Linked DNA regions of Mus musculus: regions 1, 3, 4, 5, 6 and 7 are each linked to region 2. A link is a contact called in public HiChIP or PLAC-seq and promoter capture Hi-C data. All regions are on one chromosome and are shown on one strand. Each heading gives the region's core, a stretch centred on a gene start, on an enhancer-like site or on the middle of the called end of the contact. The rest is flanking DNA. Distances are from core to core; before and after follow the strand shown. Region 1 holds the start of 4930565N06Rik (RIKEN cDNA 4930565N06 gene). Region 2 holds the start of Lrrc58 (leucine rich repeat containing 58). Region 3 overlaps Polq (polymerase (DNA directed), theta). Region 4 holds the start of Arhgap31 (Rho GTPase activating protein 31). Region 5 holds the start of Timmdc1 (translocase of inner mitochondrial membrane domain containing 1). Region 6 holds the start of Hcls1 (hematopoietic cell specific Lyn substrate 1). Region 7 holds the start of Polq (polymerase (DNA directed), theta).

Region 1 (3,057 bases), core at 513-3,012, 970 kb after region 2:
AAGTACAATCCACTAAGGGGCTAGAGGTGTGGCACACACTGACCTTCCAGCTGCCGCATGGCCTGGGCTGACTCAGCAGCCTGGTCGTGCTTCTCCTGAAGCAGCTTCGAGTTCTCCTCCTTCAGAGCAGCACAGGCAGACTGCAGCTCTTGCTCGTTCTTCTGAAGACTCAAAATGCAAGCCGTCTTCTCCTCCATCTCTGTCTTATGTCTTTGCTGGAGAGCACTGTACTGTGTCTCCAGGTCAGCCTGGGCTTGGCCTGCTCGCTCCAGCTGTCCCTGAAGCTGATGCATCTCTTCTTGAAGGTTATGGAAGGATAACTTTCTCTCTGCCACTTCGAGTTCTACCTTTTCCATCAGGGTCTTGGACTCCTGTCTTTCTGTTTCCATGGTATTCTTTAAAGTATTATGTTCAGCCTCCAACAGCTGTAGCTGCTGTGAAAGAACCTAAAATAAACAAACAAACAAAACACCAAGCATGAGGATCCACAACTACCGCACTCTCTCATTCGGGGAGCACACTGAAACACTCCTACGAGCCTCTCACTGGCACTGAACCTGTGGAGTAGCGAATACCCTCTGTGTTTGCTTTCCAGATAATTTGGACTATTCACATTCCTATTTGCCTTATATGGGTGTGTATTCATTTGTGCCTCTCCTGTTAGAGAACAAGCTTCATGAGGGAAGGAGGCACGTTGTCTTATCCATACTTGTCGTAGCACCAGCACAGGCTCTGACAAGACGGACTCAATTCACTGTGAATAAATCACTCTAGTCCATGCCCTGGAGGAACGCAGGGTTCAGGCACCGAAGCAGGCTGAGCATCATACGAAAGCACAGAGGACACGGAGGGATATCTGGGAATCGTTCAAGGGAAGAGAAGAGGGATGGGGTAGGCTTTTAAAGACAGCCAAACAGTCTAAAACTTAAAAGTAAGCAACGAGCCAGGCAAGGAGGAACGAAACATGGTACTTCAGGCAGAGAGAGAGCCAAAGGAGAAACACGACTACCAACTGCCAAGGTAGTTGGAGTTAGCATTGAGAAAGTCAGGTGAGGAAATGGGAGGAGGCTAGAAAACAACAAGGCTCTGCACACACCTGTCACTAAGAAAACAGAGCAGTTCTCTAAGTAATAAGGAGGCTGGTCACATGGACAACCCTTCTCACGGGAGTGCGCACGCGCGCACACACACACACACACACACACACATGCCACTTGTCGGGAAGAGCTCTTTATGCAAAGATGTTCCAAAGACAGAACTAGGTCTGGATATTACTGATGAGGGCAGAGTTAGAATTAAGAGATTAAATCAGCAGAACTGATAATTAATTGTAGGGGTTAAAGAAGACAAAAGAAACAAGAAGGTTTGAGTTTTATTCTTTTAACTGAATACCCTGTTAAGAGAAAATATGGTGAAAGTATTTTTTAAAATGTGCTTTTGAATTGGATACGCAACAACTAGACCGACTTGTAGGGTAAATGTAACGTTTCAATGAGGCACACAGGAGTAACAGTCAGATCACGGTCACTGGTCTCTCTCATGTCAGTCAAATGTCTGTGTTGGGAACATTCACTCTTCTGTGCTAGGGTTTCCTAACAGATGTTGTCAAGTGCAACTACAGACTTCTGTGCTTGATGTGCTGTGCTTGATGTGTTTCACTTACTGTCACATCCTGCATTCTATCCACGTTGCTGTAGAACATAGAACTTCATTCCTTTTTTAGGACTGAATAACATTCCATTGTGTGTCTATTTCACAATCTATATTTATCTGTATTACACATCCACTGATAGGTGCCTAGGCTGGCTCTTTGTATCTCGACCATCATGAGCAGTGCTGCAGCACTCACAGGAGAACATGGGTGCCTCTGGTCTACTCAGCGTGGGGAATGCCAGGCGCTGGTAGCTCCGTGTCTTGTCTTCTGAGCTACAAATAATCTGCTTTCAGAAGGAAGGTGAGGTGACACTGCCAAGCTTATTGGTCAGCCACGAATCTCCAGGGAACTAGATACATACCAAAAGTACTGGGGAGATAAATACTGGGAAGAAACCAATGGCAGTGGGACAGCCACAGCTGCTGTAAGAGGGAAGGAGATAAGACTGTATATAGTAAGGATACTGGGCAGGGGCTAGTCTGTTCGCAAACACTGTCTACCGGGCTGGAAGAGAAGTCTATAAAGGAAAACTAATTAAAATAAAGAAAAGTTTCAGAGACAGGAAAAGAACCAAGCTGTGCCCTGTGCTAATGGGAATGAAGAAGCTTCAAGGAATAAGTGACAAACTAACAAATATCAGCAAGACACAGTGGCACAAGGGGTCCCAGAACACAGGAGAATCACGGATTCAAGGGCAGCCTGGATTACACAGAAAACCTATTTTTAAGAAATGAATATAAACAACCAACTACCAAGAAACAAATAGTGCAGAAAGGTCTAGTAAAATAAGGCTTAGACACACTAATCAGATTTGAGAATTACAGGTGGTTGGTGACTCTCTAGAATGTCTTCAGTAGTATGGTAATGATTTGTGCTCTCACAATCTTTCATATGTGCCAAACCCTAACATTTTTATTTGCTATTTCATGTGATTCTAAAATAGGCCCTTCATATAAATTCTACTACCCTTAGTTTATTGATGGAAATCTGAAGCCTACTAAATCAACCAGGTGTGTGTAGGCATCCTCTATGTTTGAAGTTTTTTTGTCTGTGATGAGGGAATGATACTACCCATTGCATAAGAGAGCTGTGAAGATCCACAGTGCATTAACTAACATGTAATCTGACAGAGGGCACACAGATACAGGTATCCACGCAGCAATGGCCTAGTTACTGCCCCAGGACACCCAGAGAAGACCTAGAGTCCGGATACCAGTTTTTTGAGGATGAAAACAAGAAGAACACGCTTCTATACTACTAAGAAAGCTGCCTCAAGGAGGCTTTGCTGGACAGTGAGGAAGAAGGGTATGGCTGATTTTACCAGGCAGCAGAGAACACCCATGTAAACAAAGGCTGTGTTGCTATAGAACCAATTCTGCATTAGAATTTGGCTACCTAGATAT
Region 2 (2,973 bases), core at 44-2,543:
TTTTTTTAGAATTACAGAAAAGACTCCTAAGATAAAATTTTGAAATGTGAATAGTTCCTCAGGGTCAAAGGAAGCGCAGCGTGGTTTTTTTTTGTTGTTGTTGTTTTTGGGTTTTTTTGTTTTTTTTTTTTGTACCCAACCCCAACCCCACAATTTAGTGAAGCTGCCTTTCTGGGTGTGTGTGTGTGTGCAAGGCTCACTGACTCCACAAATGGTACTTTGGGTATCGGGAAAAGAGGGGAACTGGAAATAAAAACCAAGGAAGTAGGTCAGCACCTCCTACGCCACGTTAAATGCCACTTTGATGCAAACGCATGGAAAGTCTCGGAAGACTTAACCAGTAAGAAATCGCCAACCTCTGTTAACGGGAGCCCTTTTGACTCCCTGTCTAGACTCAAGAAAGAAGGCGAAGTCCGGCTTAGTGGCGCATGTCTTTTAGCCCCAGATTTGGGAGGTAGAGGCAGGCGGAGCTCTGTGAGCTTGAGGTTAGCATGGTCTCCACAATGAATTCCAGAGTTCATTGGGGGGCGCGGGGGGCGTCGAAGACCTGCGGCAGGCCAAACACAACCCAAAGGCTACCACCCACCCACCCACCCTTGGTCAGACGCTACGGGTGACAATGGCTCGCCTAGTCCCCCTCCCCCTCCAACCCGGTGCCACGGAGCTCGGGCCACCGCCCCGCTCCCCACCCCCGGGACTCGCCGCCGCTCACCTCCGCAAGTTCTCGATCTCGGCGGGGATGCTCTGCAGCTGGTTGCCGCCCAGGCTGAGGGTCTGAAGGGCGCGCAGCTCCAGCAGCGAGGCGGGCAGCTCCTGGAAGCAGTTGCCGCTGAGGTTGAGCACTTGGAGGCTGCGGCAGAGCGGCGACTGGGCCAGGCCCTTGGGCAGCGAGCCCGGGCCGCCGAGCCGGTTGTTCCTGGCCAGCAGCGTGCGCAGGCCGCTCAGCGTCAGCAGCTCGGGCCCCAGCGCCGTGAGCGAGTTGCCGCTCACGTCCAGGAGCTGGAGGTGCGGGAAGCCGCCGCCCAACGCCCGCGGCAGCGACGTCAGGCGGTTGTAGGGCAGCAGCAGCCGCAGGAGAGCCTCGCGCGCGCCGCGCCGCTCCTCGGCGCGCGCCTCCAGCTCCGACTCCAACGCCTCGGCCGACACGCTGAGGCGGGACCAGTTGAGTTCGGCCTCCCCGAGCGCGGCCTCCTCCATCCCGCCGGATCCCGGGCCCGCGAGCCGAGGCGGCGCGCCCCGGAACCTAAAGCGAGCGCCGCGTCGGAAGTGGCGCGGCGCGGCCCGGTACGGCCCGGGCGCTCACCCCCGCGCGCCCTCCGAGTCACGCGATGGTCGGCGCCGGGTGCGCGCGCCGCTCCGGGGGCCGGGCTCCGCCTCACGTGGCGCACGGCGCGGCGTCCGCTGCGCAGGAGCCGAGGCCTGGCGCTCCCGGGAACCGTGTGAGGGAGCTGTGCTCGCCCGGGCGTCGCGGGGCTCGGTGGGCGAGCCGGAGGCCTGAGGCTCCCCGGAGCGGGCAGCTCGCCCTTTATAGTGTGGCACCCGGTGGTGGCCTTGGCCGCCAGAGTAAACAGCTCCGGGGCTGTTGATCCCGCCCGGGGGCCTGCGCGTCACGGGGCGCCGCCTCCTTTGTTCTCACTTGAGGCCGGGGCCCCCCCATTTTTGCGGGATCCAGAGAGAGTAGCCATGACGGGGACGTAGCCTGAGAATTTAATGTCTTCAGGAGAACGTGCTTGGTGGCCCCACGCCTCTCGTCCCCGCTCTGAAATGCAGAGGCAGCCGTACTGAGTCTGAGGCCCGCCTGACCTACATAGCCCAGGCTAGCCAGGGCTACACGGTGAAGAACAAAGGCCTCTTCGAAGCTAAAGCCAAAGTCGGAGATGGCTGTCGCCCCAGCTGGAAAGCATGCTTGAAGACCTTCCCTTCCCTGATTGCCTGTTGTTTCTTAAAGCATTGTCTAACGCGAGCGAGCCAAGACAGCCACAGCTATACAGTGAAACCTTGTTTGGAAAAAAAACAAACCCCAAAACAACAACAAAAAGCACCATTGTAAAAGTATTGTGTGTCCAATAAGAACTTTGTCCACGTCAATCACAGAATCACTCCTGTGGGCTTTGGTCCCTTGGGCATGGGAATGCGCTTGGGAGTTGGATATAGGAGCCCCCTTTATTAGATCTAGCTTACACTGAGCTCAGATGGAGAAAGCGTTCAAAGCACTCTGCAAGTGAGAACTAGATAGAATTTAACTGGGAAAGTCTTGACTCTAGCTCTAATTCACTAATTCCAGTAGATTTATTTTCATCCTGATCCCATTTCAATGTCAATCTTTTCTGAGATTTCGTTTTGTAATTTTAAAGTCATTAGTGGAAATAAGAGAAAAGCTTAGTTTCTTACCGAGCTTAAATACAAGAAAGTTAAAAGGTTATGTGATAACCAGTGGGATTAAATTGCTTTTTTTCCTAAAAATCATAACCTCATCTACTCAGTTGTGCAGATGAGAGACTTCATGCTACTTCACAGCTAAGCTTTATGATTGAGTTGTCATGTTTGTTAGTTTAAACAATCTATGAGTGGAATTTAAAAAATATGTGCCAGACATAGTAGTACCTGCTTTTAATCCCAACATTCAGGAGGCAGAGGTGGGAGTGTCTCTGTGAGTACCAGCCTGATCTACATAGTTTTAGGACTGTCAGGGTAACAAAAAAAAAGAAACCATGTCTAAAAAATAAAATAAAATCTGCAAGTGTCTTGAAGACATCTGATTTGGAAGTTCCTTTTTTAAAATGGACCTTATTTCAGATCAACCTAATATTCTAGAAGAAGCCCTACTGTGATCAAGAATACTTAATGCTTTAAAAATGTGTACTCTTGGTAAAACAACAAGCAGTAGCAATGTCAAACGAGGGAAAAAAACAAAACATGATTGAGAAAAAGAGCTAGCCTGTGTAAACATCAGGTAGTAGGGGAAAGATGATC
Region 3 (3,130 bases), core at 417-2,916, 770 kb after region 2:
CTTAATTATTATTGTATTGTGGCCAGATAGAGTGTAATGTCTTATTTCAGTCTACTGAGTTTTTGCGTCTCAATATGAGGTCTATGTTAGAGAAGCTTCTGCGGGTTGCCGAGTATAATTCAGCTTTCAACTCCTGGATTATCCTTGTCATTTTAATCAAACTTATCTTTGTGTTTTCTTAAAGATCTGTCAGGCATTTTTCTCTTTTGCTCATTCTCTCTGAGGTTGCCGAGTTGTTTTTTCTTTAAATGTCTTGAATTCTTTAAGACTGGTGGATTTGGGGGTGGGAATACTTCCTTGGACTCTCATATTTGTACTTTGTAATGAGATATAGGCATATGGACATATCAGGCTGGTATACAGAATAGGACGTGAGGGCTGGGCTGAGCTTTAAGGTTAGCTAAGGTGGTATAAAGTCAGGTGGACACAGTGGGCTGTGCTGGTACATGGGATATACACATTAGTCCCTGTCTAGAATTTGGAGCACAGGTCTGGAGGAGGTGGTAAGGAAGGTGTGGAGGGAGAATCATATAGATTCACTGGCTTCAACCCACTAGAAAACTGAGAGCAGTACAGATTTTCTTCTTGAGAAACACAGTATAGCTGATTATACATATATATGTGTGTGTGTGTCTATATATGATATAATATCCCAAGGAATAATGAAACAGGGGTGGCAGTTCATGCCTATAAATTCATCATTTAAGAATGGAGGAGTCAGGACTGAGAGTTTGGGGCCATCTTCTGCCCCCTTCCTCTCCCTTCCCATCCATCCAACTGTATCTGATGAAGCAAGTATCTCTTTTCATCATGATTAACACACACAAAAAAATCCTCTGATAAAGTACAAAGGTTTCTGATACTCTTCGACCAAATAGATTTTTAAAAATTAAAAACATTAATATAAATTCCCATAAATTTATTTGAACAGCAAAAAGATATATTAGTTATGAGTAAAGAAATCCAATGTTTTAAGCCTGAGAATTCTCTTCATATCATACCACAAATACAGGCACTAAGGGGCTAGCTAGCAAAGGGGCGTTTTCCTGGCCTGGCAGTGTTAGGTTCAAGTGCAATCAATGTCTAAGCTGACAGACACTTCTTATGGGGAACAGCTCATTTTAAGAGTGCTCTAAATCCTTCCTTGTTGGACCGCCGATGAGAAGAACAAGCGGCAACAGTTCATGAAAACTCATTCTAGATGCCTTTCACACAGCTTACTGTCTTATAGATTTTCAATTTGAGATTTTAAAATTCTACTTCAGAAGTTTTTACTGTAGAAAAAGATCACACAAACTGCATAACTCTAATGACTGGAGCTGAGCACTGCCCGTGGCTCTTGGGGGATTACATTATGAGTGCTGGAGTCCTTGACAGGAATAAAAATGGCCCTGAGGCAGCAGCTCCACTCCTTCACATTCTACACAGTTGAGAACCCAAAGTGCTAAGTGCATTTTTCAAGCATACATTCTGAGACTGTTTAACACTCCAATAAATTATGAAAGGCAAATTCATAGATACTCTTTGAGAGTGAGGATAACTAATAAATCTCCCCTCAAAGCCTTGTGACACCACAGGGGCTGGACTGAGGTATACATTAGAAACCCACTGGAGACCTGCTTGTTTAAGAGCAGGTCAAAGGGCAGACTCTATGCATTCTAAGTGACTGTCTACCAGGCTGCTCTGGGGATCTGGTTAACTGTACCATCACACATCAAAGTCCTTCAGCTCTCCCCAGCTGGCACCTATTTTCACTTTCACTTTCAGCTTCACAGAAAGTTTTATAGCACATTCCATTTCATTCTTGACAATCTGAGCCACCTGCAAATAAAGAAAAGAGGTTAATAAACTCCTTCCAATCAAAGGCTGTTCCCCAGCTCACCCACAGAGAAAGATAAACCAGACTGCTGCTCTACATTGTGTTTAAACACAATCAGAAATGAGCCAGGCATTCAGACTGCCCTGCACTGATGAGAAGTTCAGAACTTGGAAACCTCAGACAAACGTGTCTGCATCAAGCATCCCCTTACTTTCAGTGTGAAATTGAGCATGCTTGGCTTTTCTCCCCATAGGGATTCAACGTTTATGCAGCCAGCCTGTGGTAGAGAGGGTCCAATACATCGTACATGGCAAAGAACCGGTCATTCTGACCCCCACCATCTGCTGCCTACATAGTAGACTGAACAACATACCTGAACAACATCCTCTTCTGCCACTTCATATAAAAGCTCGTCGTGAAGTTGAAGGATGAAGAATCCTCCTCTCATGGGACAAAACATCCCTTTAAGTTTCCTCTTGGGCAACAATCCTGCTCCAAGAAAGAGAGCAAACCTGAGCAGCATGCCATCAGACTAGAGGGAAGTAGATTTTGTTTTATTTTGCTCTTAAAATTCCAAGTTTCTTAAGATTCCTTAACATTTTAAAACACACAGGTCTTGGAACAATCAAAAAAATACTGGCTGCTGCCTAGCAGGCAAACTCAAATACCCAATAACTTCATTGCAGAAAGAAGGAAGTAAACAAGATATGAAGCTTCTGAAACTTCTCTAACCTGTCTCTCTAAGGATCTTTCACTCTGAGAGGCATGGGGCCCGGGCACTACTTCAGGTACAGTCAATGTATTGAGCCACAGAGGATCCCTGCATGTGCAAAGTCAAACTCCTAACAGCACTACAGATGCTTGTGCTGGGTGTGCATTTTTGATCACCTCTCACAGATTAACAGATATGCAATACAAAATGGCAGGAATCCATCGTTTTATAAGTCAGACATCAAAGAGACTTACAGAGAAATACAAAATAAATTGACTTGGGACTAATTTTCTTCTGTTCCAAAAAGATTTACATTCATTAAAAAGGTGTTGCTTATGTTAAAATATGGTGTGCTGATGTGTGTACAGGTGTGGGTGTGTGTATGTGGGTACAGGTGCCTAAGGAGGGCAGAGGTGTTGGCTCCCTTGGAGCTGGAGTTACAAGCCACTGGGAGCCTTTTGATGTGGGTGCTGGGAACAGAAGCCAAGTCCTGTGCAAGAGTAGTATGCACTTTTAACCTCTGATCCATCTCTTCAGCGCCCCCTTTTTTATTTTTATTATTGTCTTAAAATGTTAAACCAAGCCTAAAAATTCTTTAA
Region 4 (3,327 bases), core at 483-2,982, 840 kb before region 2:
TCCACTCTCATTAATATGGGTGGCCTATTTGCTCTTATTAAAAGAAAAAGGGGGAACTGTGGGAAGCCGCCCCCACATTCGCCGTCACAAGATGGCGCTGACATCCTGTGTTCTAAGTTGGTAAACAAATAATCTGCGCATGAGCCAAGGGTATTTACGACTACTTGTACTCTGTTTTTCCCGTGAACGTCAGCTCGGCCATGGGCTGCAGCCAATCAGGGAGTGATGCGTCCTAGGCAATTGTTGTTCTCTTTTAAATAGAAGGGGTTTCGTTTTTCTCTCTCTCTTGCTTCTTACACTCTGGCCCCAAAAAGATGTAAGCAATAAAGCTTTGCCGTAGAAGATTCTGGTTGTTGTGTTCTTCCTGGCCGGTCGTGAGAACGCGACGAATAACAGACAGGCAGAGGTGCCTCCAAACTAGAAGGCTTGTCTTGAAAGCCAGCCGCCGTGTCTTAACGTATGGCACTCCTTGTTTTACGAGAACGCACTTGTGGTATAAGCAGAGCTTCCTTCCCACAGGAGACGACAGAAATCCAGCTTTCTTACGGAGAAACATCTTAATTCTTTAGTGTTGGCTAAATTTTTTTTTAAACAATATGTTCCAAACAAAACACATCTGTAGGCCAAATTTGGTAGGCTGGCTATCAGGTTATGTCTGGACATAGAGAGAAGGTCAGAGTTCAAAGTTCATAAACTGCCATGATGGCTTTTAAGAGGAATCAGTAACTAAAATGCAACACATAATACTTTTGCCAGCTATATGAATGTACCTACCCTTCAAGCCTATATATGGATTTGAATGGATGCAGGAAGTTTAATCTAATCTTTGAGTTGTCAAGGCACAAGACTTTAAGTGTTCACTGTGTGCTGAGTACACACGAGTCAAGGAATTCCAACTAAAGCAGGAAAAACATGCCGGGGTGAAAACATACGCCTCAAGTTTTAAAACAACCTGGGAGACTGGCAAAATGTCAGCGCCCCTTAAATCTTGGTTTCTTTACTCAAATCTCTTGCAGTTAGTAAGATCGGGATGTGTGTGTGCGTGTGTGTGTGTGTGTGTGTGTGTGTGTGTGTGTGTGTGTGCCTGAACTTGAGTTTGTAACTAGAAATATAACTTCTTCCTGGGCAGTGGTTACAAAGCTGCACCTCTCTCTCGCCCGAGGGTATCCTAACCTCAGCGTGGGAGAGGAGACGTCTGGGCTTCAGGGACCGCAGACCCAGGCAAAGAGAGATGGGAGTGGCCAACGTAAAGGCTTTGCCGGTCAGGTTTCTGGAATCCCAGTCTTTGTTACTGTCACTACACTTAAGTGTCGACGGAGGAGAAAGGCAGGCACTGAAATAGAAAGTGTCAGGACTGGGATGACAAGGAGAGCAATTCCATGAGCACCCATCCCGAGCCCTCCCTGCAGAGTCCGGCGCCGCCTCCTGCGCTGTGCAAAGAGCCTGACTGGCGGCAGGAAGCGGGCGGGCGGCCGCGGCTCCTCGCGAGGCCGATTTCCTCCGGGACGGCCCTGGGCGATACTCTGGACTAGCAGAGCCACTTCGGGAGAGCGCGATCTCTCCCCCAGCCCGCGCAGCTCAACCCACCCACTTACTTCCTTCGACTGCACTCACAAACACACACACACACACACACACACACACACAGCTGCCAAAAATTTCCAACCTCCGCCCCCCTCCGGAGCTGACTTCCTTCCAGCGCTTCCTGAGCTGGACGATCCTGGGATTTGTAAGACAGGAAAAAAGGGACGGCGCAAGGGCGGGCAAGGGGACGTGATGCTGGCTGTTCGCGGTCCTCCAGCGCTCTGAAGGCAGAGCGCGGGCCTAGGGCGGAGCACACTCAGCCCCGGGGCGGTCCCCTAACCGCCGCGCCCCGGCCCCGGCTCCTCGCAAGGCTCAGCCGAGAAGCGCGGGGAGACGCCGCCGGAGCCCGAGTAGGGAGGTGACACCCGCCCGGGGCGGTGCACGGCCCAATCTGCGCGCCCATGCGGACCCGCGGCGCCGCTCTGCCCTGGTGACCCGACCCCGAAACCCTCATCAGCGGTGCGGAGCAGAGAGCGCAGACGGAGGGGCAGCCTCTGTGGGGCTAACTCATGAAGAACAAGGGTGCCAAGCAGAAGCTGAAACGAAAGGGAGCCGCCAGTGCGTTTGGATGTGACCTGACGGAGTATCTGGAAAGTTCGGGACAGGATGGTAATGTACCCCCCCCCCTTTTTTTTTTTTGTTTAAGAGCGATGGATTTCTCTTGGGGTGTGCTGGATGCAGTTCACAAGTTAATGTGTTCCAGGCTCGTGCGCTCACTGTACTTTAATAGGAAAAAAAAAAAAAAAAAAAAAAGACAGTTCTTAACCACATCGCCTCCACCCCACAGTGCAGGAGCTGGGTCTGTCCATCCGACGTGTCACAGGAGCGGTGGATGAGCAGTGGTGTAGCTGTGGCGTTTACTGGCCATTTCTGAGGCTGAAGCCCCGGGAGGGAGGCTCGGGTCTTAAACTTTGGGTATTGAAAGGGAAAGATGAGGGGGTGACTGACGTGTGGTGAATCTCTCTGGATGTATCATTGTGATCATCTTAAATGTGCCTCCTGTACTGGAAGGTTTCACCGGCTCACATCCTTTTTTATTAATGTGGTAGGAGGCAGTGTGCTGGGGGTGGGGCGGGGAATCCTGGCTGGGGGAGTGCTTGCACAAACATTTTCTGTATTTCTGAGTTGATGCCAAATATACAGTACCTCCCCCGACCCCCCCCCCACCTCACCACCACCACCCTTTACCTCCTCCTGCCTTTTCAGAGGGGCCTTTGGTGTGTCCTGCGAGCAGTGTGTCGTAAGAAGGTCAGAGGGCCTCAGCTTTAAAAGAGTTTAGGATATAGAAGAGCGTCTCTGGTTTTTTTTTTTTTAAGTCAGCTTGGAAAAAGAAAAAGAGGAGCCAGTGGAAACAGTTTAAACATTTGGTGGGTGGGGAAAAATGAAAACAAACTATACTGGGATAACACCGTCTTGGAGGGTAAAAGTTTTTAATATAGCAAAGGTGGGGGAATGGGGCATGAAATGACTCCTTTTGTAAAGTTGACTGGTTCTGGACTTTAAAAAAAAAGGCTTCTTTGGAAACTTCAGAGAAAGAGAAAAGAGCCCACTACACATATCTCATATCTATCATTATACATAGATAAATACAACAAAAGAACACTTAGGGCCATGTAACTGCTCAGAATAATTCTGCCTCAGGAAAACTCTCCCTGAAACAACTGGGTTTGTCCATATCAAGTGTGCATCCCAGAAACAGTGCAGGGCCTTTGTTTCATTTCCCCTTTTTGAAGACTCAGCACC
Region 5 (3,037 bases), core at 448-2,947, 650 kb before region 2:
GAGTTTGTGAAATCTATCTGGTACTAAGGAAGACCTTGTTTGTCTCTACAGGATGTTGGATCCTGGGGACATCTGAGCTATATGTAATGGTTTTTAACATTTTATTTTATGTATTTGAGCACCCTGTCTTCATGCACATCAGAAGGGAAGATCAGATTCCATTACAGATGGTTGTGAGCCACCATATAGTTGCTGGGAATTGAACTCAAGATCTCTCAGAAGAGCAGCCAGTGCTCTTAACCACTGAGCCATCTCTCCAATCCCCATAGGTAAATGATTTTGTTAGTGTTTGCCCAATCTTTGCCCTGTCCTCATTCATGTCGACCCTGATTCTAGAAAGTTCAAGTGCAAAGGATCATTTCCGGGACCTCAAATGTGTCAAAGAAATGCACTCAGCTCTTCTCACAGCTAAGCTAGACAGTCAACACATTCATTTTGTTGGGCTTTCAGGCCCTGGGACCCTAATCCCAGTGACCACCTCTGAAAAATAGACCAAGCAGGCATCAAGCTAGAGCTAGGAATTGGGGTCTGAATAATTCACTCAACATTTAATTACTTCAGGCAAGTGGATCACTGAGATGGAGGCCTGCCTGGTCTTCAGAGCTAATTATGTGACAGCCAGGGCTACACAAGAGAAACCCTATCTTGGACCCTCCTTCCCTCCAAAGAAGATAATTACTTAACATCTACTTCATGGTATAGACTGATTGGTGATTCCTAAGTCCAAATCCAGAGATGAAAGCACAGCTTCAGTCCTCTTGATAGAGATCAGCAAATAGGCAATTATACCACTGCAGTAAATGCTAATGGGGGCTTCATTCACGGCACTTTCCTGAACCTCATCTGTAGAGATGTCCCACAGTCAACTCCCAAATCCTATTACTATATCCTCATGAAAGTTTGTAATCAATCACTTATTTAGGTACTCCGTGGAAGTGACTGTAGAGCACCACCAAGCTGTATATTCATTGTGGTACTTTAACTAGAAAAGAAAAATAGTAGGTGAAAGGGTTTGCAAAGACTATGAGATTTGTGGTAACGACCAATAACTAAATTACACAAAATGATTGGGAATATTTTTACCTTGGTAAACAAGTTTTTTGGTTTTGTCTTGTGTTGAAAGAAACAGGAAATAATAGTTTCAGTTATTAAATGATAATTCTAGATCTTTTGCCTTCTCGGAGCAGTAAGCATACGGATACTTGTAGTGGAGCCCACGTTATGGGGAAAAAAATGCCCACAGCTGATATTTCAAAAATAGTTTTTAAATCTTGGACCTTTTCGGGTGCGCCCTAAGGTTAGACTCTGCTCCGCCCAGGAAGCTCCTCCGGCCCGCCAGGGCGTGGCCTAGAAGCGCATCGCCTACCTCTTTCCCCACTGCGCTTGCAGTGATTAAAGTACTGTCCCCTTCTGCGTGGCCTTCTGCATCTTACATGAGCCATCTCACTTAAGCCCCTGAGCACTTCAAGCTGAGCAGGTCCAGAAGACCAGAGTTACGGGGCGCAAACGCCAAAGGACATCACTGAGATGAAACGAAACGGCCGCCAACTCACTTCCGGGGCTCGACTGATCCCTAACCCTGCGCTACCGAAAGAGCTCTCAGTTCCAGTTTCTACGTCCCGAGCCCCGCCCTCACCCCGCCTTTGCGCGACTAGGGGCGGGGCTTCCGGTCTCCTTTCCGAGAGCTTCCGGAAGTGAGCCGGCTGGGGACCGGATGTGAGGTTCAGTGTCCCCCAACGTGCCGCTAGTGGGCTGTACAGGTCACCCTCTCCCACGGTGCCCGCCGACCCTGGGGTGTCTGTCTCTCTGCGGGTAGGAGGGCGCCATGGGCGCGCCGCCGCCCGCTCCCCGCAGCCGCCTTTGCGGAGCCTGGGGTCCTTTCCCCCGAGTCTTTGCTGCCGGTGCGGTGGCTGCGGATTCCCCAGGCTTTGTGGAGGATCGGGAGCAGCGTTCAGGTGTCTCAGACCCCGGTTCCCTGGAATCCGGATGGGACCGCCTCCGGCAGCTGTTTGCCAAAGAGTAAAAATGTCTCGGGTGTGTGGGGAGGGATGCTCGGGGGACGGCCGCAGCCCGGGCGAGCTCCAGCGCGCGGTCCCTGCGACGCTGAAAGTTCTCTCTGCCCGGATAGTGTCCGACCTGGTTGACATGCAGCCTTCTGAGTCGGATTCACTCAGAGTCACACTCTTAAGACAGTATCGTTCTCGTGAAACCAGTACCCTAACTTTACATATTAGAAAAATTGGATTCATTCGATTATTGTCATGTAGTATCACTGGGAACTATATTGTGAAGTCTACACTAATATTGTTTTTTCGTATTTCGTTTGATTTTTCTTTGTCAGTAATGGCTTTATATACTCCAGAAGCTGGAAGGACAGAGAGAATTGTTAATTTATCATTATTATTTTGCACAAGAAAAAAAAAAAAAACAGTGACAACTGTTCTCCTCCTCCTCCTCTCCGCACCTTCCAGCAGCTCTGCCCCCTTGTTCCCACCTCCATTGTTAAGAACTACTTGTATGTGGGGGTCGGTATTTGGGTATGGGCAGTAGAGTGCACATGCCCTCAGCCAGAGGTGTCAGATTCTCCTGGATCTGGAGTTACCTGGAGTCACAGTTACAGGGGTTCTAAGAACTGAACCCGGATCCTTTGTAAAACTAGTACACGATCTTAGCTGCCAAGCCATCCCTCTAGTCCCCCAACTCTCCTTTTTGAGACAAGAGTTTTGCTGTGCTTGTAGACCAAGCTGGCCTGAAACTCAAAGCTACAATCCATTCTCAACCTCCCAGATTTTGGGATTACAGCCGGGTCTTCTGGGATTCTGGGCCGAGCCTCTCTTTTTTTTTTTTTTTTTTTTCCCTGATGGGGGTTGGTCATCTGCCACAGATGTTACACGCCCAGCTCCATCTCCCTTTGCAGAAGATACTAAAATAAACTATGTGAGGAGTAAATGATTAATCCTGCATTACTTTCACCTGATATTTATTTAACGTTATTCATTTATTAATCAATGGTGAAAGTATCTCTTTTCATGAAGTA
Region 6 (2,951 bases), core at 363-2,862, 930 kb after region 2:
CACTTGTGTTTTATTGAGCCTTGCCAGAAGGGTGTGAGGAAGAACTGTCCGGTCACACTGTGGGTTTTTGAGGAGAGGTAACAAGGGACAACACCCATCTGGTCTGGTAGCTTTTTGGGACTTCCTGGCTCAAAGACTCTGCCTATCCTTCTTTGTCGGGTGCCACCACCACCGAAGAGCTTCCTGGTACTCATTGCTCTCCCAAAGGAGACACCTTTACCCACTCATCCCCAAGGCTCTGCTTATCTAGGCCCCAAGTCTCCACTTTCTATCCCCATCTGGAAGCCTCCATCATTGCCCACATTTTATAATAACCTCTAGAAGATTAGCCCCGAAGACATCTGAGGAAGATAGGTTAAATAAAGATGTGGGAAGGAGTGGTGAGTTACCGTGGCCAGAGTCACTGTGAGCTATTAAGAACATCTGTGCCTCCCCCAGTTGGTATTAGCTACTAACAGGGGGTAAGACACATAAAGAGAACCTATGACCCACAGCTTAAGGCCTCACTTTGACATGTCCTGGCTCTCAGGCTACTCTACCACAGAAGGAAACTGGAAAGGAGAAGTCAAATACATTTATGAGCAATGAGGAAGCAGTGAGGTCCGATGGTCTCATCTTGCCTGATTCTCCAGGTCTCAGTTCATCTCTCCCATCAGCCCCTCATGCTCATGTTTAAGAGCAAAATAACTTACTATTCTTGTACTGTCGATTACTAATCAGGAAAGCTGCTAACTTAAAGTAGGAGGCTGGAGACAGGCAATGAATGCTGGGCATATCCAATACCTGATGACAGGACTGACTTATGGCATCCATAGGTGAGAGATCCATGGACACTGCAGTAATATGACAGCCCCTGTGAGACCCCTGTCTGTCACATGACACAGAGTCTATACTACTTAGTCAGAGACTAGACTAAGCCATCCATCAATATTAACTTCCTTGGGCAAGTCACTGATTGTTGTGATATTGTTTCCCAATGTTAAATAATTAAGGGGTTAACACAGTAGATCCAAAGCTCCCTCTGTAACACTCTGGGATCCCCACAGACATACAAAGTTACACCAGCTGAAGTCATGTTTGCATTTGACTCCTAAAAGCACTTGGCTCAGCACCAGTGTTCATTGGTGGTTAAATCCTGTCCCCTTACATTTCCCATGGGCATTTGTGTCCCTGTGAGGCCATACAAAGGCACACTTTGTCCTCATCTTCCGTGGGTCGCCTTCAGGTTAGCACACTGGGGCAGCCACCCTTTAGAATGGGCTGTGTAGATCATCAAGGGCATACTAGGGCCCAGGGTCCTAGATATGTGCTCAATCATGCTCCCCGAGTGCAGGCCATTTCCTTGTTCCCATCCTCAGATGTTCATTGTCAACCACTGCACACAGTCCTTAGGGCCATCAAGAGTTCAGCATCTATTAGTAAAGACCTCCCTTAACAAGGACTAAGTGCTATGTAGACTTCTTTTCCATACTTCCCTGTGCTCCCAACCCCTCACAAAACCCCCAGCTCAGAGCACCCACCTTTACTGGTTCCTGGTTACGGCTTTTCACATCTACACCAGGCGCCCCCTCCAGCGGCTGCCACTTCAGGGTAAGTAACAGAGCAGCTGCTCCAGTTCCGTTTTCAGGTTTTCTGTCATTTCCTGCCACACTGTCCTCACAGCTACTTCCTGAAGTTTGAGTCAGTTCCTTATACTTTGAGTACTTAGAAGGGTTAAGTGTTTCTGTGTCTAGTATTTTGCAAAGTTTTTCAGGTCACGGGAAAGTTATAAAAATGACCGTGGAGACACATCCCTTATCAGTTAAGACACAATAAGAATGCTGCAGGACTGCTCTGTGTCCTACGAAGGACAGTTGCATCTAAGTAAAAGAATTCAGAACAAGGCAGGTGTGGTAGTGAACTTCTGTGATCCCAGCACTTAGGGGTACCCTGGGCTACAACATTGTTGTAGAAGCCTGGTCTGAGGAAGGAAAAATGTGTGTGTGTGTAGTCTGCAGCAATCAAAAAAAAAAAAAAAAGGCTTAGTGGAAAAATGATCTGTATGTTAATTTTGAAGGGAAGTCTTAAAAACAATTTCTCCTCCTTGCTTTCTGCAGTACCTGAGACTCACACATAACTCACGAGGAAGGGAGAAGGCAGAACGTGGAGGGAGAAAACTCCCTAGCTTGATGGGAGGCTGTGTGGAGTCTGAGCTCACTTACAGAGTTCTGACTACTGGCCTTCTCTAAGCTGGTGAATTGAACTCTGACATACTCTACACTGTCAACATCTGCAGCCCTCCCCTTCTAGCTTCAAGTCAAGACATGCTCAGGTGACTTGTTGAGCCAATGAAATAGACCCTTTCTGATGTGAAGGCCACTGAGAACTTTGCTATGCTTTTACTGGCTGCCTTTCAAATAACCACCTCCCTGCTTCCACCCTCCATTCCTCACCCACCCCCGTCCCAAGCATGGCTCCTCTGGCAGCCTGGAGCACTGACAGGCAATAAAGATAATGAAAATAAAGTTCCAAGGATCTCTGGTTGAAAAATAATCCTACTAAGAACTTGCTTTTGCATCTGAGCCTGGCTCTCCTTATCCCAGTCATCTGTGGACTCTGACTTGCCTGGCTTACAGAGAATGAACCCACAAGGGTCCCAGGTTGGTGAAACTAGACAGAAGGGAACATTCTGTACCAACAGAAAGCATCTAAAGTCACTTCCCAGGGGATTGATTCTAGACTTGGAGCACTTTATTTGTTCTAATAAGGCTATTTATAGTTGAGGAATATGTAGAAAGGGGTAGCCTTAAATTAGGGCTAGACATTGTACCTCACCACACAGCAATGCACAGAACCATAGAACTTCAGCGATGACACCAAGGAAACCCACTTCCCCCTCACAAACACCCCATGTTCATCCCTGAGCAGAACAGTGCTGACATACAGTGAGCGTTGAAGCCAAAGAGAACAGG
Region 7 (2,943 bases), core at 336-2,835, 860 kb after region 2:
CCTGTTTAAAAAATGTAACCAACCCAAAAGAGAATTGTTCACACTGATAATTTTAGTGAAAGGAGTTTACATAAATTTGAATACCTGAATAAACTAGATTCTTTCCTTCCAAGACGTGACCAAGCAAAAGGCATTCTGCCTGCCATTCGAACATCTTTCTTACACCAAAACTATGGTATTTCTCCAGAACTGCTTTAGGAAGTCCCCAATTTGCCAACAGCAGCTGGTCTATCTGGTCATCAGAAACTCTTCGCTTGTTTGTTCCTTTCAGAAAAACAAAAACAATTTAATTACCTCCAACATACAAGTTTAGTAGTTAAACCTGTTTGAATTCCTACCAAACTTAAAACACATCTTCACTTCTAGAGACCTATTAAGAAACTGATCCTATACAGAAAAATGCTAGCAATTTTTTATTTACTAGATGAAAATTTGAAAACTCTTAAGAGCCACAAACAAAAGTGTGCTATAGCTGGGCGGTGGTGGCACAAGCCTTTAATCCTAGCACTTGGGAGGCAGAGGCAGATGGATTTCTGAGTTCAAGGCCAGCCTGGTCTACAAAGTTGAGTTCCAGGACAGCCAGGCTATACTGAGAAACCCTGTCTCGAAAAAACCAAAAAGTGTGCTATACACACTGAATAAAAAGTTTGTACAGATGTGGAGGTAGAAGGGTGATTAAGCATTACAAAGCTGTTAGATGAGTTTCTCTTTACGATTTAGTACTGAGGTATCTGCATAACCAAGGGCAAAGAATTATGAAATGCACTGGTGTAGGCCTATAATCCCAACATTTACGGATAAACACCCTTGGTCCGAGATCGAGACAGCACCCAGCCTGACCTAGAGCAAGCCCTTATCTCAAAAAAGCAAACAAGAACTGGGTTAAGGTTCTAAGACAACATGTGCCTTCCAGCTTTGCTCTTTGCAGTCCAAAGAGCCTGCATCCTACACCACACCCAGAAATTTGGTACTTATATATATGAAGTTGTACCACTGGACATTTATCCTAAGCAAACCCTCGACATGGTGACAGGATCTGGCCAACTTGGAAGTTGTTTCTGGGAAGGTGTAAAGACCCAAAAACCAAAGAACGCCCATATCTACTGGGGCAGTGGTGGACTAAAACACCATCAGCTGTGCATGCTGGCCAAGAGGGAAGCCATCCCCAGGGTTGAGTCCCAGGCCGGGTACTGGATAGCAGCCCTGCCTCCAGCTATCCAGCTCCGGTGCGGGAGTGCATGGCCCTGATACTCTCGCAGCCCATCTCAACCCCTGCTGCCCTCGGCCGCGTCGGCCCCGCGGGTCGAGTACCTGTCCCTGTGAGCCTCCGGCCGCGTCCCAGCCCCGGAGGTGGACTCAGCACCGGTCCACACCGGAGCTGAGGGCTAACAAAGCTATCACCATCTCCCGAGAACGTGTCGGAGCCGGACGATGAACGCCGCCGTTTCCTACTCCGGCGCGGAAGACTCATTGCAAACAAGCTCCTCTCGACTGTTCAGGACACGACACAGTCCCATAGGCCTCCCGCGCGGGAGAACCCCAACCTAGTGACAGCTACCGCCTCCATCTTCCCGCCTCCATCTTCAAATGCAGGCCTCCCAGCACGCCCCGGAACCACAGAGTTCTCCTGGCTAGAATAACCCGACTACCATAGAGTGGTGAGGGACGGAACAGCCCGCGCTGATATCTGGCTTCCGGCCTCCGCTGGCGGCTGGGGATAGAAAAGGGGATAGAGTGCTGGAGACATTAAAAGGAACGGAGCATCTGACTGCATTCGTAGATTGTTCTAAAAACATTCCTCCTGTTTTTACTTATTTCTGGTTTGAATCGGAAGCTAATGAGTTGCCCTTATGTGAATAGATTAGGAAAGTATCTCTTCTTTACTATTGTATTGTGTTTGTTTCTTTTTTGTTTCTTCAGATTGTGTAAAAAAAAAAAAAAAAGTAGGGTTTTTTGGTAGAGCGTAATTTGTGCGGTTTTCCTCTTGTCAAATACGTGAATTAAAATAACAGATGGGGGTGGAGTAGAGGACACGCCCGGGTTAAACATTCCAGGCTGTAGACTGGTTCAGTGTCAATTATTTTGGGTTATCTCGGCCCCTTAAATAGCCACTTGTTTGGTCACACAACTCTGTCATGTTCTTGTGACTATTAAGTAAGTCGTTTGGGAATGTACGAATTTGGGAATGTAGCTTCCACCAACCCAAAAGCTAAGCATGTTATATGCATCTGAGCCTTACAGCAGAAGTTTCTCTTGATTTGCTGGATCTAACCTACCTGAAGTTTCCATTAACATCAATGTATCTTTAAACGTCTTCAGTTATAGCTCTCTTTGCTCGGAAATATAAAAACTCTGTAAAACTGCTACCACAAAACAGTATATAGAACAATTTAAATTTGTCCCTGGGGCCATAGTAACTCATATTTGTTCCAGAATAAATTTTCTTATTCCCTCTGAGTTGAGAACTGCACTTCTGTGTTGGCAGTTGATAGGGAAGGGATTATTTCTGCGGTTATATCCTGAGGATTGTATGATCAGAACTGGAGATTCTGGATAGATCCCTTTGGTGTTGAAAGAGGAGGCTCTGAAAGCACATGAGGGGTCATTCTGAACAAGGAAGTTAGTTATAGATGTGCTTTGACCAACTTCTGGACGTAAATCGGTGCCTGGTACTTGCCTAGTTCCACAGTTCATCTCACCAAGCCAACAAGTGGGTGACAAGCCTATCCTGAAGAAATTATGGCCATTGGTTTGGGGGAAGGATGTGGGGAGTGAATTTAGGAAGTGGTTAAACAATATTCTAAAATCCCACCAGAGGGAGGCATTACTCCATGAAAGAAACGCTTCCTTCCTTTATGCATTTATTCACTAGGAAATTATTGGGCATCAACAGTACACTAGTCTCAGTGTCAGTGATGCAGGGTGGAACGCTTCCTGCTCTGA

The links. Promoter capture Hi-C pulls out the DNA fragments that hold promoters and counts their contacts. HiChIP or PLAC-seq counts read pairs in DNA pulled down with a chosen protein or histone mark.
Region 1: a contact with region 2 is called in a promoter capture Hi-C map of hippocampal neurons, with 2.5 times the contacts expected there. The contact joins the promoter of 4930565N06Rik here to the promoter of Lrrc58 in region 2. A contact is called at or near these places in 3 of 39 promoter capture datasets (hippocampal neurons, liver and pre-B cells), 1 of 115 datasets of contacts at active chromatin or transcription factors (embryonic stem cells) and 1 of 9 other capture datasets (embryonic stem cells).
Region 3: a contact with region 2 is called in an H3K27ac HiChIP or PLAC-seq map of regulatory T cell precursor, with 4 times the contacts expected there. The contact joins the enhancer-like site here to the promoter of Lrrc58 in region 2. A contact is called at or near these places in 3 of 39 promoter capture datasets (the 3T3-L1 cell line, the C10 cell line and hippocampal neurons), 5 of 115 datasets of contacts at active chromatin or transcription factors (cardiomyocytes, differentiating embryonic stem cells, embryonic forebrain and 2 more) and 1 of 9 other capture datasets (embryonic stem cells).
Region 4: a contact with region 2 is called in an H3K4me3 HiChIP or PLAC-seq map of bone marrow-derived macrophages, with 4 times the contacts expected there. The contact joins the promoter of Arhgap31 here to the promoter of Lrrc58 in region 2. A contact is called at or near these places in 2 of 39 promoter capture datasets (pre-B cells and stem cell-derived epiblast-like cells) and 1 of 115 datasets of contacts at active chromatin or transcription factors (bone marrow-derived macrophages).
Region 5: a contact with region 2 is called in an H3K4me3 HiChIP or PLAC-seq map of the 230-238 cell line, with 12 read pairs. The contact joins the promoter of Timmdc1 here to the promoter of Lrrc58 in region 2. A contact is called at or near these places in 8 of 39 promoter capture datasets (the 3T3-L1 cell line, 3T3-L1-derived adipocytes, the HPC-7 cell line and 5 more), 4 of 484 Hi-C or Micro-C datasets (CD4 T cells, CD8 T cells, cortical neurons and 1 more), 10 of 115 datasets of contacts at active chromatin or transcription factors (the 230-238 cell line, astrocytes, bone marrow-derived macrophages and 7 more) and 1 of 9 other capture datasets (liver).
Region 6: an H3K27ac HiChIP or PLAC-seq map of regulatory T cell precursor shows a contact between it and region 2, with 5 times the contacts expected there. The contact joins the promoter of Hcls1 here to the promoter of Lrrc58 in region 2. A contact is called at or near these places in 2 of 39 promoter capture datasets (hippocampal neurons and liver), 1 of 484 Hi-C or Micro-C datasets (CD4 T cells), 1 of 115 datasets of contacts at active chromatin or transcription factors (regulatory T cell precursor) and 2 of 9 other capture datasets (adipose tissue and embryonic stem cells).
Region 7: a promoter capture Hi-C map of hippocampal neurons shows a contact between it and region 2, with 6 times the contacts expected there. The contact joins the promoter of Polq here to the promoter of Lrrc58 in region 2. A contact is called at or near these places in 3 of 39 promoter capture datasets (hippocampal neurons, liver and pre-B cells), 1 of 484 Hi-C or Micro-C datasets (CD4 T cells) and 3 of 115 datasets of contacts at active chromatin or transcription factors (astrocytes, bone marrow-derived macrophages and memory CD8 T cells).

What each region holds. Positions count from the first base shown.
Region 1 is chr16:36,895,894-36,898,950 of GRCm38.p6, reverse strand. 4930565N06Rik (RIKEN cDNA 4930565N06 gene) reads left to right here and starts at 1,762. Exons shown (of 3, transcript NR_040476.1): 1 at 1,762-1,954. It overlaps Golgb1 (golgi autoantigen, golgin subfamily b, macrogolgin 1), which reads right to left. Exons shown (of 22, transcript NM_030035.1): 9 at 44-446.
Region 2 is chr16:37,866,720-37,869,692 of GRCm38.p6, reverse strand. It overlaps Lrrc58 (leucine rich repeat containing 58), which reads right to left and starts at 1,293. Exons shown (of 4, transcript NM_177093.3): 1 at 713-1,293. The coding sequence starts at 1,197.
Region 3 is chr16:37,093,192-37,096,321 of GRCm38.p6, reverse strand. Polq (polymerase (DNA directed), theta) reads right to left here. Exons shown (of 30, transcript NM_029977.2): 29 at 2,193-2,308; 30 at 905-1,821. The coding sequence ends at 1,708. Among named protein-coding and RNA genes, the nearest start is that of Polq, 83 kb to the right of the region's middle. Within about 2 kb of position 1,666, at least 45 of the 459 cell types and tissues checked have an H3K27ac peak or open chromatin away from gene starts, as enhancers often do. A contact at or near this core is called in regulatory T cell precursor, where this site is marked.
Region 4 is chr16:38,711,440-38,714,766 of GRCm38.p6, reverse strand. Arhgap31 (Rho GTPase activating protein 31) reads left to right here and starts at 1,732. Exons shown (of 12, transcript NM_020260.2): 1 at 1,732-2,193. The coding sequence starts at 2,094.
Region 5 is chr16:38,521,323-38,524,359 of GRCm38.p6, reverse strand. It overlaps Timmdc1 (translocase of inner mitochondrial membrane domain containing 1), which reads left to right and starts at 1,697. Exons shown (of 7, transcript NM_024273.2): 1 at 1,697-2,019. The coding sequence starts at 1,826.
Region 6 is chr16:36,933,644-36,936,594 of GRCm38.p6, reverse strand. It overlaps Hcls1 (hematopoietic cell specific Lyn substrate 1), which reads right to left and starts at 1,612. Exons shown (of 14, transcript NM_008225.2): 1 at 1,521-1,612.
Region 7 is chr16:37,010,428-37,013,370 of GRCm38.p6, reverse strand. It overlaps Polq (polymerase (DNA directed), theta), which reads right to left and starts at 1,585. Exons shown (of 30, transcript NM_029977.2): 1 at 1,312-1,585; 2 at 85-264. The coding sequence starts at 1,471.